Linked DNA regions of Mus musculus: regions 1, 2 and 3 are each linked to region 4. Evidence: chromatin contacts called from public HiChIP or PLAC-seq data. All regions are on one chromosome and are shown on one strand. Each heading gives the region's core, a stretch centred on a gene start, on an enhancer-like site or on the middle of the called end of the contact. The rest is flanking DNA. Distances are from core to core; before and after follow the strand shown.

Evidence for each region. HiChIP or PLAC-seq counts read pairs in DNA pulled down with a chosen protein or histone mark.
Region 1: a FOXA1 HiChIP or PLAC-seq map of pancreatic cancer cells shows a contact between it and region 4. The contact joins the enhancer-like site here to the promoter of Gpr180 in region 4. A contact is called at or near these places in 3 of 39 promoter capture datasets (3T3-L1-derived adipocytes, the HPC-7 cell line and neural stem cells), 8 of 115 datasets of contacts at active chromatin or transcription factors (the 230-238 cell line, embryonic basal ganglia, embryonic hindbrain and 5 more) and 1 of 9 other capture datasets (adipose tissue).
Region 2: an H3K4me3 HiChIP or PLAC-seq map of embryonic basal ganglia shows a contact between it and region 4, with 3 times the contacts expected there. The contact joins the enhancer-like site here to the promoter of Gpr180 in region 4. A contact is called at or near these places in 7 of 39 promoter capture datasets (the 3T3-L1 cell line, 3T3-L1-derived adipocytes, the HPC-7 cell line and 3 more), 5 of 115 datasets of contacts at active chromatin or transcription factors (acute myeloid leukemia, embryonic basal ganglia, embryonic forebrain and 2 more) and 2 of 9 other capture datasets (adipose tissue and liver).
Region 3: a contact with region 4 is called in an H3K27ac HiChIP or PLAC-seq map of extraembryonic endoderm stem cells, with 5 times the contacts expected there. The contact joins the enhancer-like site here to the promoter of Gpr180 in region 4. A contact is called at or near these places in 1 of 484 Hi-C or Micro-C datasets (olfactory sensory neurons), 5 of 115 datasets of contacts at active chromatin or transcription factors (acute myeloid leukemia, bone marrow-derived macrophages, embryonic stem cells and 2 more) and 1 of 9 other capture datasets (embryonic stem cells).

What each region holds. Positions count from the first base shown.
Region 1 is chr14:118,565,213-118,568,173 of GRCm38.p6, reverse strand. All of the region lies in intron 19 of Abcc4 (ATP-binding cassette, sub-family C (CFTR/MRP), member 4), which reads left to right. Among named protein-coding and RNA genes, the nearest start is that of Mir6391, 26 kb to the left of the region's middle. Within about 2 kb of position 1,638, at least 96 of the 459 cell types and tissues checked have an H3K27ac peak or open chromatin away from gene starts, as enhancers often do. A contact at or near this core is called in extraembryonic endoderm stem cells, neural stem cells and pancreatic cancer cells, where this site is marked.
Region 2 is chr14:118,607,866-118,610,590 of GRCm38.p6, reverse strand. The region is part of intron 13 of Abcc4 (ATP-binding cassette, sub-family C (CFTR/MRP), member 4); the gene reads left to right. Among named protein-coding and RNA genes, the nearest start is that of Mir6391, 17 kb to the right of the region's middle. Within about 2 kb of position 1,255, at least 17 of the 459 cell types and tissues checked have an H3K27ac peak or open chromatin away from gene starts, as enhancers often do. A contact at or near this core is called in embryonic basal ganglia, where this site is marked.
Region 3 is chr14:118,473,043-118,475,845 of GRCm38.p6, reverse strand. No RefSeq gene overlaps it. Among named protein-coding and RNA genes, the nearest start is that of 1700044C05Rik, 110 kb to the right of the region's middle. Within about 2 kb of position 1,380, at least 50 of the 459 cell types and tissues checked have an H3K27ac peak or open chromatin away from gene starts, as enhancers often do. A contact at or near this core is called in extraembryonic endoderm stem cells and stem cell-derived neural progenitor cells, where this site is marked.
Region 4 is chr14:118,135,697-118,138,606 of GRCm38.p6, reverse strand. It overlaps Gpr180 (G protein-coupled receptor 180), which reads right to left and starts at 1,480. Exons shown (of 9, transcript NM_021434.5): 1 at 1,267-1,480. The coding sequence starts at 1,414.

The DNA of each region.
Region 1 (2,961 bases), core at 389-2,888, 430 kb before region 4:
CCCCTCCTTGAAATCATTTTATGTCATAGCTTAGCTGAGAAATAGACACACTCGGGGATGCTCACATCAGGCACTGTTGAGGCAACATAAAACAAATTGAGGAGTTCACAGCCAAGAGGTCACAGTTTCAGTTTCACATGGAAGGTTCTCTGATGCTTTAATTTTTACTGTGGTGTGAAGATGTCACAGTGTTTGCCTCACAATTTACACACACACACACACGCACACACACACACACACACACATATATATATACACACATATACTCATATATATATATGTGTGTGTATATACTTTATATATTTACTTTTTAATATTTATATTATATATTATTTTATATTATATTATATTATATTATATTATATATTTACCTTATCATATATATGTGTGTGTGTATACATATGATAAAGTAAATACCTAGTAAGTATATCCTATGTTTACTGTTATAATAATCTGTATATAATTTCAGTATTTTGCACACAAGAGCCAGTGAAAGGGGGACTGTATTTCCCATTATTCAGTATAAGTGGAGTTAAAATAAATTTTCTATGAGACTTCCTAACTTTTTCATTTAAATAATGTTATATCTAATTAGCTTTGATGTGTTTTAATGAATGCAATTTTGAGGTATGAACTCACTCACACACACACACACACACACACACACACACACACACACACACACATATATTATATGCCTTTTCCACTAAATTTCTTAGTACATATTCTCTTCTTCAGTGAACAGAACTATAATTTTTATTTAGTTAGTTTTTGAAATTTTAATTTAATTAACGTATTTATTTCCACGTTTTTACCAGTGGGACCCAGGACCTCCTCCATGTCCAAACACACTACCACTGAATTTTATTTTTACCTTCACGATAAAACCAGTGATAACCTAGTGATTGATTATGCTTGGGTTAGACTAAGGCAAATAGATGTGATGTGTTGATAAATCCCCCACCAAGTGGATCCCTATGCGGTATTACAGCCTGGAACCCACTGGAATCCTTGTCTACCTCTGAGATCGCTAACTCAGATCCAAATATACGATGATGTGCAAAGGTTCTGCTTTAAATAGGCAGCAGCATTTGTGGCCCCGAGTATAGGTGAGCATGCTTCCAGTCCTGGGGCTTCCCTCCACAGCAGATGCCCAGCAGTGGCTCTCTCTCTGCCTGAGGCTCTCTCCACAGGAAGAAATGAACTTGCAGAGCAGTTTAAGAGTCCTGAGCTGTGCTCAGCAGCCTTTGGCAATTATCAGCCAAACTGGAAGTGGGTCGGTGGGTTTTCAGTGGAAACTGTGTTATAATGGGACATTTAATTTCAAAGAGCCTTGTTGATAAGGGAGGCACAGGGAACCAAAATTGTCCTATGGGTTTTTGCTGGGCTGGCAAGTTGTGTGGGTTTGTATAGCGGGAAATCACTTCCTTCTGTGGAGATGGTCCCAGCTTCTTTGTGTGTGTGTGTTGAGGAGAGGGGGCACGGTGGACGGTGGTTCTGAGTCTGGGCTTTGCGAGCACAGCATCCAGGTAGGTGGAGTCTGCTGTCCAGCTCTGCATGCATCCAGATGGGAAGAGAAACGTTGCCGGCTGTCGTGTTCTGGGCGGACTTGCAGACGCCTCTGGGCATAGGAGCAGCTGAATACATGGTGAATCATGCAGTCGAACAGCCTGCTAAGTGAGGGAGAAAAGAATATCACGCACAGAGGTTTGATGTCTTTTTATGGGAGAACAAAGGAGTTTCGATTCTTTCACGTTGAGTTTAGCTTAGCCATTGTGTGGCAAAGGAGGTTTAATGACTCATTGTTTAACTAAGGGCTTGCCAAGTATTTGACCATTAAATAGTCTCCAGTGTGTAGAGAGTTCTCCTCTCACAGACTTCTTACTTGACTGTGATTAATTGGCATCGAATTGTTATTTAATTACCTCTGCAGAAATCTAAGAACAGTTTGTGTTCTGATTAAGTTATTTGATGTAATAACAGCTCCTCAGAGCTGGGAAGGTCAGCACAGCCTTTGGGACAACTCGCCACCAAGATGGCCCAACTTCTGTTGCCTGGAACTCAACAGAGGATCTCCAAAGTATTAAAAACTGAGAGTCGCAAAAGTAGCTTTTACTTAAAATATATGCATGTTTGACAGTTGTGAACTTACATTGTAAGTCTGCAAAGCTTACACTGGAATTTGTGAGAAGCTATTAATTGGCTCATGTTAAACCCTTGAAGCAAGAAGGCATGGAGCCTGTCCCCTCCTACAGCCCAAACACTTCACAGTGATGCCCATTGGCAACATTGAGCTGGAGAAGGCCGCCAGCTGGATGCATTGAGGGGGAGAAACATCGGGGCTTAGGTGTGGTTTTGGCTTAGGAATGGCTGACCTAGTGATGGGGGATGAAGGCCGTCCTTATGAGGGTAGAGTTTGGAGTGGCGAGGCCCACACCATAGAAGGGAGACACTTGAACCTGGAGACCAGGCAAGGTGGAGGAATGGAAAGAGGCAGATATTGAAAGAAGAAATAATGACATCCTGAAGCATGCGTGGCGTTTCAGAGGAGAGTACGATGCTGTTGACGAAGTCAAGAAGCCTGAGAGTTGAGCAACAGTAGCTACCTGCTTTAGAAATCCTTGAAGTCTTAGACTCAGCTAGGGATACTGAGGTGGGGAGAAGTTTAATGCTGGGACTGGGAGAGACCTGGGGGCTGGGGAGGGTGGTGGTATTTTAATAGTTCAGAATTCTCTGTGAGGACAGGGTGATGGTTTAACTAACACATGTCCAGAGCTTTCCCTGACAAGATAAGTAAGTTAAAGCCATTACAGTACTGTGTCCTATTGTTGCTGCAAAGCTTATCTGGACTTAGAAGTAACACAGTAGTCCAAGAGGCTGTTCTTTGTAAACACTTTCTTTAAATCCTAACAAAGGTGTATATATTTACGGTTAACAGCCAAGCCAGCTTGGCGTGACATC
Region 2 (2,725 bases), core at 6-2,505, 470 kb before region 4:
ATTTTGCTGAAAGGACCCTGATGTAGCTGTCTCGTGTGAGGCTATGCCAGTGCCTGGCAAATATAGAAGTATAAAATGGAACACAGGGCCCCCAATGGAAAAGCTAGAGAAAGCACCAAAGGAGCTGAAGGGGTCTGCAACCCTATAGGTGGAACAACAATATGAACTAACCAGTACCTCCCGGAGCTCGTGTCTCTAGCTGCATATGTAGCAGAAGATGGTCTAGTCGGCCATCAGTGGAAAGAGAGGCCCCTTGGTCCTGCAAACTTTATATGACTCAGTACAGGGGAACGCCAGGGCCAAGAAGTGGGAGTGGGTGGGTAGGGGAGCAGGGCGGGGGAGGGTATGGGGGACTTTCGGGATATCATTTGAAATGTAAATAAAGAAAATATCTAATTAAAAAAAAAAGGCAAAAAAGAAAAGAGCAGCAAGCACAGCGTTCCCCTGTGAGGAGATGCACATCACACGTGATTAAGAGCCCCAGTGCCAACCTGCAGGTCCTGGGGTCTTTAGCTCCATGTGACAAAATAAAAGGCAACAGCCGGTGTGGCTCACACCGCAGAGCTTCCATCCCTAAGAGCCAGGGAGGGTGGAAGTCTGAGGTGAGAGGACACTGCTGGCCCAGCACATCTGTACATTTTCCTTCTTGGGCATCTTTCCTCAGATCTCCTCTTCACAGGCCACCAGTCAGGTCGATTGAGAAGGCACCCCAGAGCCTCCCTTACCATTCTCTCTAAAGGCTCTGTCTGTCCGTCATTAGGTGTTGCACTTTAGTACATGGATTTGAGGGATGGCGTTCAGTTCAGAACAGATTTCAGGCAGAGTCAAGATAACAGGTGCCCAGGCTCTGGACTCGAGGACTGGCACCCAAGGTCATCCACTGAGCGGGGCCTTCTGAGGCTTGGTGTTCAGAGGAGAGCGACTGCTTCCGTACCAACACGGGATCCACGCATGCCGCCTGATGTTGTGGTGATGAAAATATCCTGGAAGTGGTGATCGTGGTGGCTGGACCGCAGTGTGACTACACTTCACGCTGTCGTGAGACACCTAAAATGTTTAAAGTAGCGACTTTTATGGCGTGTATATTTCACCACAGTAAAAATAAAAATGAATGCCCGGTAGTGTTGAGTCTTTCAGAATGCAGCAAGTGAGAGCAGCTGGTGGTTGGCTTTAATGAAGCTCTCTCATCCGACCCTCTTTTTCTGACTTGATGGATTCTGGGCAGAATCAGCCCTTTGTCCCTTGGGTGAGCCTTGAGTGGATCCATTCAAGTTCCCCATCACTTGGAGACTAATTCTCGCTGGGATGCTGTACCAGAGTCTCTAGGGAGGAGAGAGGAACGCATTTTAATTGCTGTGTATCAGTATGCAGATCACAAGGGTGCTCCCAAGTTCCCTTTTGAACAGTGTTCATAAGGTCTCCTAAAACCTTTAATGTTTTAATGGCTTTGGATAGACACTTGGTAGAAGCAAGCTTGTTAAAATTGGTGCTTGCTAATCAGAACCACGTTCTTTGGGGGGAAACTTGGAGCGGGGAGCACAGATGCAATTTAGGAAATCACTCAGCGGCAGCTGGAGAATGTTCTCAACGAGTTAGAAAATTGGATCGAACAATATGCTATGAAAGATGGCGGCCGTGTCGAGGCTTAGAAATGTGAAGTGTGTTTGTGTTAAACGCGAATGAGTCACTCTTCTGTTTGCCATTAACATTTTACTCCAATCACGAATATACGTCCAAGGTTATTACGGTTTTCAAGTTTTACAACTATATGTTGCAAACAGAGGAAGCGGGAGGCTGGGGACTCTCGACTGATGCCAGTCTGATGTAGCTGTGGATCCTGCATTGGGGAAAGTCTCAGAATTACAGATGGCTGCCTCTTCCATGATCTTCTCAGGGTTTTCGCAGTTAGATCTCCCACACTACCAATCCCTCCTTCATCCTTGTAGTTTATAGGAGCTACTATGACAAAACGCCGCAACTGGGTGCTTATAAACAACATGTATTTCTCACGGCCTGAGATGAAGTGCTAGCAGATTTGATGTTCATAGCTGGATGTCTTCTTGTTTTGCCCTAACGACAGCTGTGGTCCACGCTTTGGTTTAGGAACAGCACTGACCCTGTCCATGGTGGCAGATTCCCATGAAGGCCCCAGGGCCTCACACCATCACACTGGTGATTAGCCTTCAGTGTATGAACACATACATGGACAAGGGCTTCAGCATCCAGCAGTGGCTTACCTTCCCTGCTTCAGTCTTTCGTACACTCTCACCATCAGGATGTGGTTGCTCGTCGTACCAGAATGGGGGACATTGTTCTTTGCAGTCTGCCCCACTGCTGGTGCCTCTGTAACCCAGCACTCCAGCGTTCCACATATGATGGCATTTTGAATGAGGTCGCTCCTTCTCAGCCTGATGACTGTGCCTCGGGAGGAAGGCGAGTGGCCTGCGTGCCTGACTTTCTCTCCTGCACCTCCAAGAAGCGTTATGGCTTTCTAGGATTGTGTCTGGCAGATGCTCATAGCCCATTAACCATAGCACTCAGTGTGGGTTTCTGCACTGCCTTGGCCTTCCTGCCCACACAGGACTGAGTACATGAGAGCATTCCAGAGCCACAACACCCGCCAGGGCCATAGCACCTGCCAGGGCCACGGAACCCCCTGTATCACCATGGTTCCTTCCTTGCAGAGGGGCCTCCTTCTCCCACATTTTCTAAAATAGCGATTCCT
Region 3 (2,803 bases), core at 131-2,630, 340 kb before region 4:
TTAATGATTACAATGAATCTTTTACAAAACAAACAAACAAACAAACTCCTTCCTTAATATCTGGAAGTCCTGATTCCATTTTTCAATTCCTTTTTAAGATTTTTAGATTCCAGAACTTGCCTTTTCGTCCTGAATCAGGGCAGCACCGTGAGAGCCCCACAGCCTTGCAAAGGAGGGCTTTGTGTTCACAAGAACACTCTAAAGGACAAAGATTGACCACTCCTTCTAGCCTCACAAATGGCTCAGACCCTGGGTTACTCGTGCTAGTAGTACTGCTTTACAGTGTACCCTTGCAAGGATGGAATCAAGCAAGAGGCCCATGTAGGTGTTTGAAGGGGGCTGGCACCATTTGGGCGGGCTCTTCTGGGTTCTTGAACCTTGAATGTGCCTCTTTCTACCTGATAGGTGTTAAAATGGTGAAGATGTGGAGCAGGGCTTGAGAGCTTGTGTTTCCAAACTGCCAAGCAAGGCTGCTGCTCAAGGTTTGTGCGTCACACTCGGACAGCCAGTGTCTGAGGACTAAGGCCTAGATGGGTGTGTTCTTCGGGCTCTCGGAAATTTCTCACCAGAGTAACCAGCCAGCACCTAGGAGAGCTGGTGGGGGTCCTCTAAACAGCAGGACCCAGAGTGGAGGCTTCTTGTTAGGACCACAGACTGGTCCTAGCCCCTTCTTTGCTAGAATCACCCTTCTTACCCAGGCCCGCCCTCCTCCTTCTTCGTCCCCCCTCCCCCTCGTGCCAATGTGCTGTTCCCATAATGCTGGGCTCCGATTCTCCTCCACCCGCTCTGCCACCATTTCATCCTTTGATCTCCCACCCACTCGCCCCAAAGTCAAGTTTCTCTTGGCTCCTTTCTCGGCTGCTCTCCCACTCCTTCCCACGCTTCTCTCTTGCGACACAAAACAAATGTAAAATAACATTTCAAAAATATTAAAAATCGATGCTGATGAAATCGCGGTTTTGTTTTCTTGGAATGGGAGGCAACAGGTCCAACAATCGCAGACACAGATTGGCCTGCGCTGTACCATTGTTTCTGGGCAGAACCCTATCTGTTCACCCATGACCTGAAATCAGAATTTCCAAACAGAAACGTTTGCCGGATTAGTTAGGGCAGACTAAGTTTTTCTCCCATAATTTTATTTTGACAAGACCATGAAAGCTGCTATCGCCTCATCTAATGGAATCAAACAGGCTGCTAAAAATAACCCTTGCAAGCTTTTATTACGAACGGGAAACACCTCCTCCTCCCAGCTTGCGACTGTGATCAGCTTAATCCTTCAACTTTGCTGCGAATATTTGCACTGCTCTGGGGTTCTTTTCTTTCCAAGGCTGGTTTGCTCTGTTTGGCAGAGTTATTTGAACAGGTGGCTTTGCACACCCTATGCTAATGGAGGCTTTTGTCTTCCTTCAATCAGCAGAGGGAGCCGTTCTAGAAAGAAACGGTTCTTTGATGCTAAACTATTCACACCTGTTTGATTATCACCTCGCGAATCACAATACCAAGCCAGGCAGAACTTTCTCTAACTGGACACCAGAAGAGATGCGATCTCCTTTGCATCTCCAAGAGCATCTTTTCGAGACAAGCATCTCCAAGAGCATTTTTCGTTGCTTAGGGCAAGCGTCTCCTGTTTCCATCAGGCAACGGAAAGGGCATTAAGGAAGGTTTGGGGGTGCCTCGTTTGTAAAGAGCAGGATGCTAGGCTTCAGAGGACTCACCAGACCTAGTTCTCCGGCTTGAGCCCGCTTCCCCTTCCCTTTCATCCGGGGACACTTTCAGCGGGAGCTCCGGGCAGACAGTGCGCGCGCGCGCGCGCGCTAGGTCGGGGATGCGCTTGGCGCGCGATCACAGGGTCTCCGGGGACGCCCCGCGCGCTCCCTGGCTGCAGATCACAGGCGCCGCCCTCGGCCGGCCAGCACGGGAACCCGCCTGCTCCCTGGCGCGCGATCACAGGCACCGGGCTCCGCACCCTGAGGGCCGGGAGGTGGCACGGCCCCAGCCCTTGAGGAGAGCAATGGCTGGCGCGTTCCCACGGGAGGCCCAGGACCAAGCAGGGACTTCTACCTTCTCTAAAAAGTGTCTTCCACAAGTGACAAGGTGGCACCAGCAAGGGCGGTGGGCGTTCTGCCTCTAAAGCAGCTTTGTAGACACACCTGATTCTGGCTACGTTGGTGCTGCTTGAGTATGAACTTTTGGTCTGGTCTGAACGTAGCCTTTTCTAGAACTATGTTTTTGCATCTCATGAAAAGAATGAATGAAATAAGTGCCTTGCAGTGGGCAGAGACTAGCTTGGACACAGTTTAAGGAGATCAGACTTGTAGGTGTGCTCATGATGATAGTCAGCCCCACTTCCTACAGGCCTGCAAAGGTGCCTTGTGTACGTGCATGCGCATGTGTGTGTGTGCGCGCGCGCGCACGCACGCACACGCTTATACACTTGAGTTTTGTGCAGATGAAGCCCAAAAGCTGACATATACTGTTATCTATTATTACTCTCCGTCTTTTTCAGTGAGGTAGGGGGTCTCTCAATTAAACCCAGAATTTCCCCAGTCTGGCTAGTCTGTGCAGTCAGTTTGCTCTGGGGATTCTTGTCCACTCCTGCTGCGCTGGAATTGCAGGGAGGTTGCCGTGCCAACTAAGCATGTCTGTGGATTCTAGAGACCCAGAGTTCAATTCTTATGTTTGCTGACAAGTGCTTCAACTATTAGCATCTTCTGCAGCCCGGATTCGATTTCTTCTTTTTTCTTTCTGTTGTGCTTGTTTGCTTTGTTTTGTCTTTGGGACACAATTTTAGTGTGCCACTATG
Region 4 (2,910 bases), core at 231-2,730:
AAGCTACCTGGCCTACCCCCTCCCCAATCTGCCATGAGACGCAGGCAACTTAACATGAACCATCTTTATAATTCAGCTGATACTTGAAAACATTTCCTGAACAGCATCCAGCGTGTCTGTTTGATAACCTAGATTTACCCCATTTCCCCTCCACAAGGTAATTACAATCAGAGTTATCGGTGGGGCACGGACAGTACAAATCACAGCTCCCACAGATCCTTGACTTACCAGCACTAACCAGATCACAGTGATTGTGCTGTCAGGTCTCAAAGGACCTGCTACAACGAGGTGGTGAAGAGACCAAAAATAGGACAAAAAAATACAACAAAGCTGTTTGCTTGAGGGGGGGGGGATCTCTTCTTCATTCGCCCGGGTTTATTCACATTTTAAAAAGCTGACATGTTTTTCTCAGAATTGTAAAACCTTCAATGTTTGTGTTTTTAAAGCCTCCTTTTACAGCACCAATTCTACAAGTTCCCAGGACTTGGCTTTCCTTCCCATGCCAAGCAGCTTCTGATTTCTATGTTCTTCTCCTAAGACCCTCTCTTCAGTAGATACAGCTGCATCTCTAAAGCAACTCCGTCATAGAAGCTGAAGATCTCAGCTTCAGTAAGCAAACGACTCCCTTGAAATGCAGTAATGTTCAAAGGACCAAGAAAACACTCTAAGGGAACAAATAAACGGGGCAAAATTAGTAGAACGAATTGCAATTTCATCAACTGAAGACCACTGATTTTCCTGGAGGATACCAGGAAGTACTTATGAAATGCAGCTCTTACACACATGCCAGAGTGTGCCAATCACGAAACTTTCTAAACACGTAGACACCGTCTTCACCAAATGAACTCTAGGCACACGGTAATAACTAAACTGTTGAGGCAATGACAGATTCCAAATCCGCTCCAAGCAGGTTTCATGCAACCGGTCTTACAAACAACAGGGAAGCTAACTTCCTGGGCTGACATCCACTCATAACCACAGGGCTCGAATGCATACAATCAGGCCAAGTGCGGAGTTGGGGGACAGCCCTGGGGAGATGCAGTGGAGCGGTCCGGTTTGCACCGGGAGTGTCGGGGAAATGGAAATGGCTTTCAGGTGCAATTAGGCTGCAGCCCGGTGGTGAAGGTTCAGGGTCGCGGCGCTGCGGGGATCCAGGTGAGGCCCGGACGACGTGGCGGGAGGGAGGCGCCGCGGCCGCCGCCTACCGACCCCGGGCTCGAGGGAGGCCGCGAGCCTCCACCCCTCGCTCGACCTGCCCGGACCTACCGTGGAACTCGAAATGGCCGATGCTCTGGCCCTGGGCGTCGCGGGCCGCGGCGCTGCTGAAGCTGCCACGCAGGGTCTTGCCCTGGCCGCCCTGCGGCCACCAGCAGCTGCACGTGAGGGCTACCGCCAGCAGCCGCAGGCCGCCCATGCCCGCCGCCCGCTCCGTTTGCTCGCCCGGCAACCGCCTGCGGCCTGCAGCCCACGTCGGCAGCAGAGGGCGGGGCGGGACTTAGGGGGCGGGGCCGGAGACTGACGGCCAATAAGGCGCGGGATCGCCTTCCATGAGCCGGGGACAGTAACCAATCATCGGCCGTGGTGGGCGGGACGTGCAGCAGTGCGGGTCCCGGCGCTCCCCAGCCATGCTGCTAATTCCCGCCTGTTTTAAATGGAGCCCTCCAGGGATGCTGTTTACGGATACTGGAAACAATCACCGTGGTAGCCTTTGCGCGTTACGCCACTGCGCACGCGCTCGTGCGCGCGCCTGTCATTGACGTCCGAGGCTTTCCTGGAAAGAACTGAGAAATACGTGGCCGAAATGTATAGCTGGCAGGAAAACGGCCTCAAAGTTGGGACACATGTTCTTTGCTTTTTCTCTCTCGCGCTTGCTTATTCGCGCGTTAATGTTGCGAGGATACATCACACGTCTAAACTGAAAAGCCTGGCTTCTCTTGGCACCAAACCGATTGTTCCTTCCTTGAATAGGGTTCCTGGACTGGTTGAATTAACTGATTATCCAGTTGGCTAGACAGCTGAGAATGACAGTGACCACCTTCATTCACGGGTAGTCCAAGATCTATTGGCCTTTCTGCTGGTGTGAAGCGGCAGCCAGGACACTATCTGCCATCACTTTGACCTATGGCAACCGGACTCCCTCCAGTGTTGATTCTACCTAGCTACAGTCTACCTCTGACTTCTGAGTTACAGAATACTATAGAAAACATCATTTCCCAGCGCCACATTCCTTTATCCCTTTTGTACACAACCTACGCTTTTTGGAATATGGGTTCAAATATTTCAAATGATCGTCTCCCAACTAATGCCCATTGTTGGTATTCTGTCTAAACTCCATCCCCACAGTTCCTGGCAGCAGCCAGGTAGGCTTGACCCAGTATAAAAGGGGCTGCTTGGCCCTTACACGTACACTCTTGCCTTTCTCTTGCCTCCTGTCCCTTGTGCCCCCCTCTCCCCATCCCCATCCCTCTTCTTTCCATGGCCCGCCTCCACTTATCTACTCTCTCCTTCTCTCTGCCTCTACTACTCTCTTAACTCCCCTCACCACGCCCTAAATAAACTCTATTTTATACTTTACCAGTGTGTGTCTGGTCCCTCCAGGGAAGGGGATGCCCGCTGAGGCTTCCCCCTTCCCCCGCACTCCACCAGAACATATAGTTAGAGCTCTTTCTCTTTTTATGATCACAACACCCATCCTTAACCCTATCAATTCCATACCCACCCTAAACCCCTGTGTCGATGACATTTGCAAATCCTTCGCTGGAGTATTTTCTACGGTTCCTCTCCTTTGCTTCACTTTGCTCTTTTTTTTTTTTTTTTTTTTTTTTCTAGATTCTCCTTTTTCAACACACTCGAAGAAGCCCTTCTGACACGTTCAGACTGTATCAGACTTCAGTGCAACCAGAACACCTT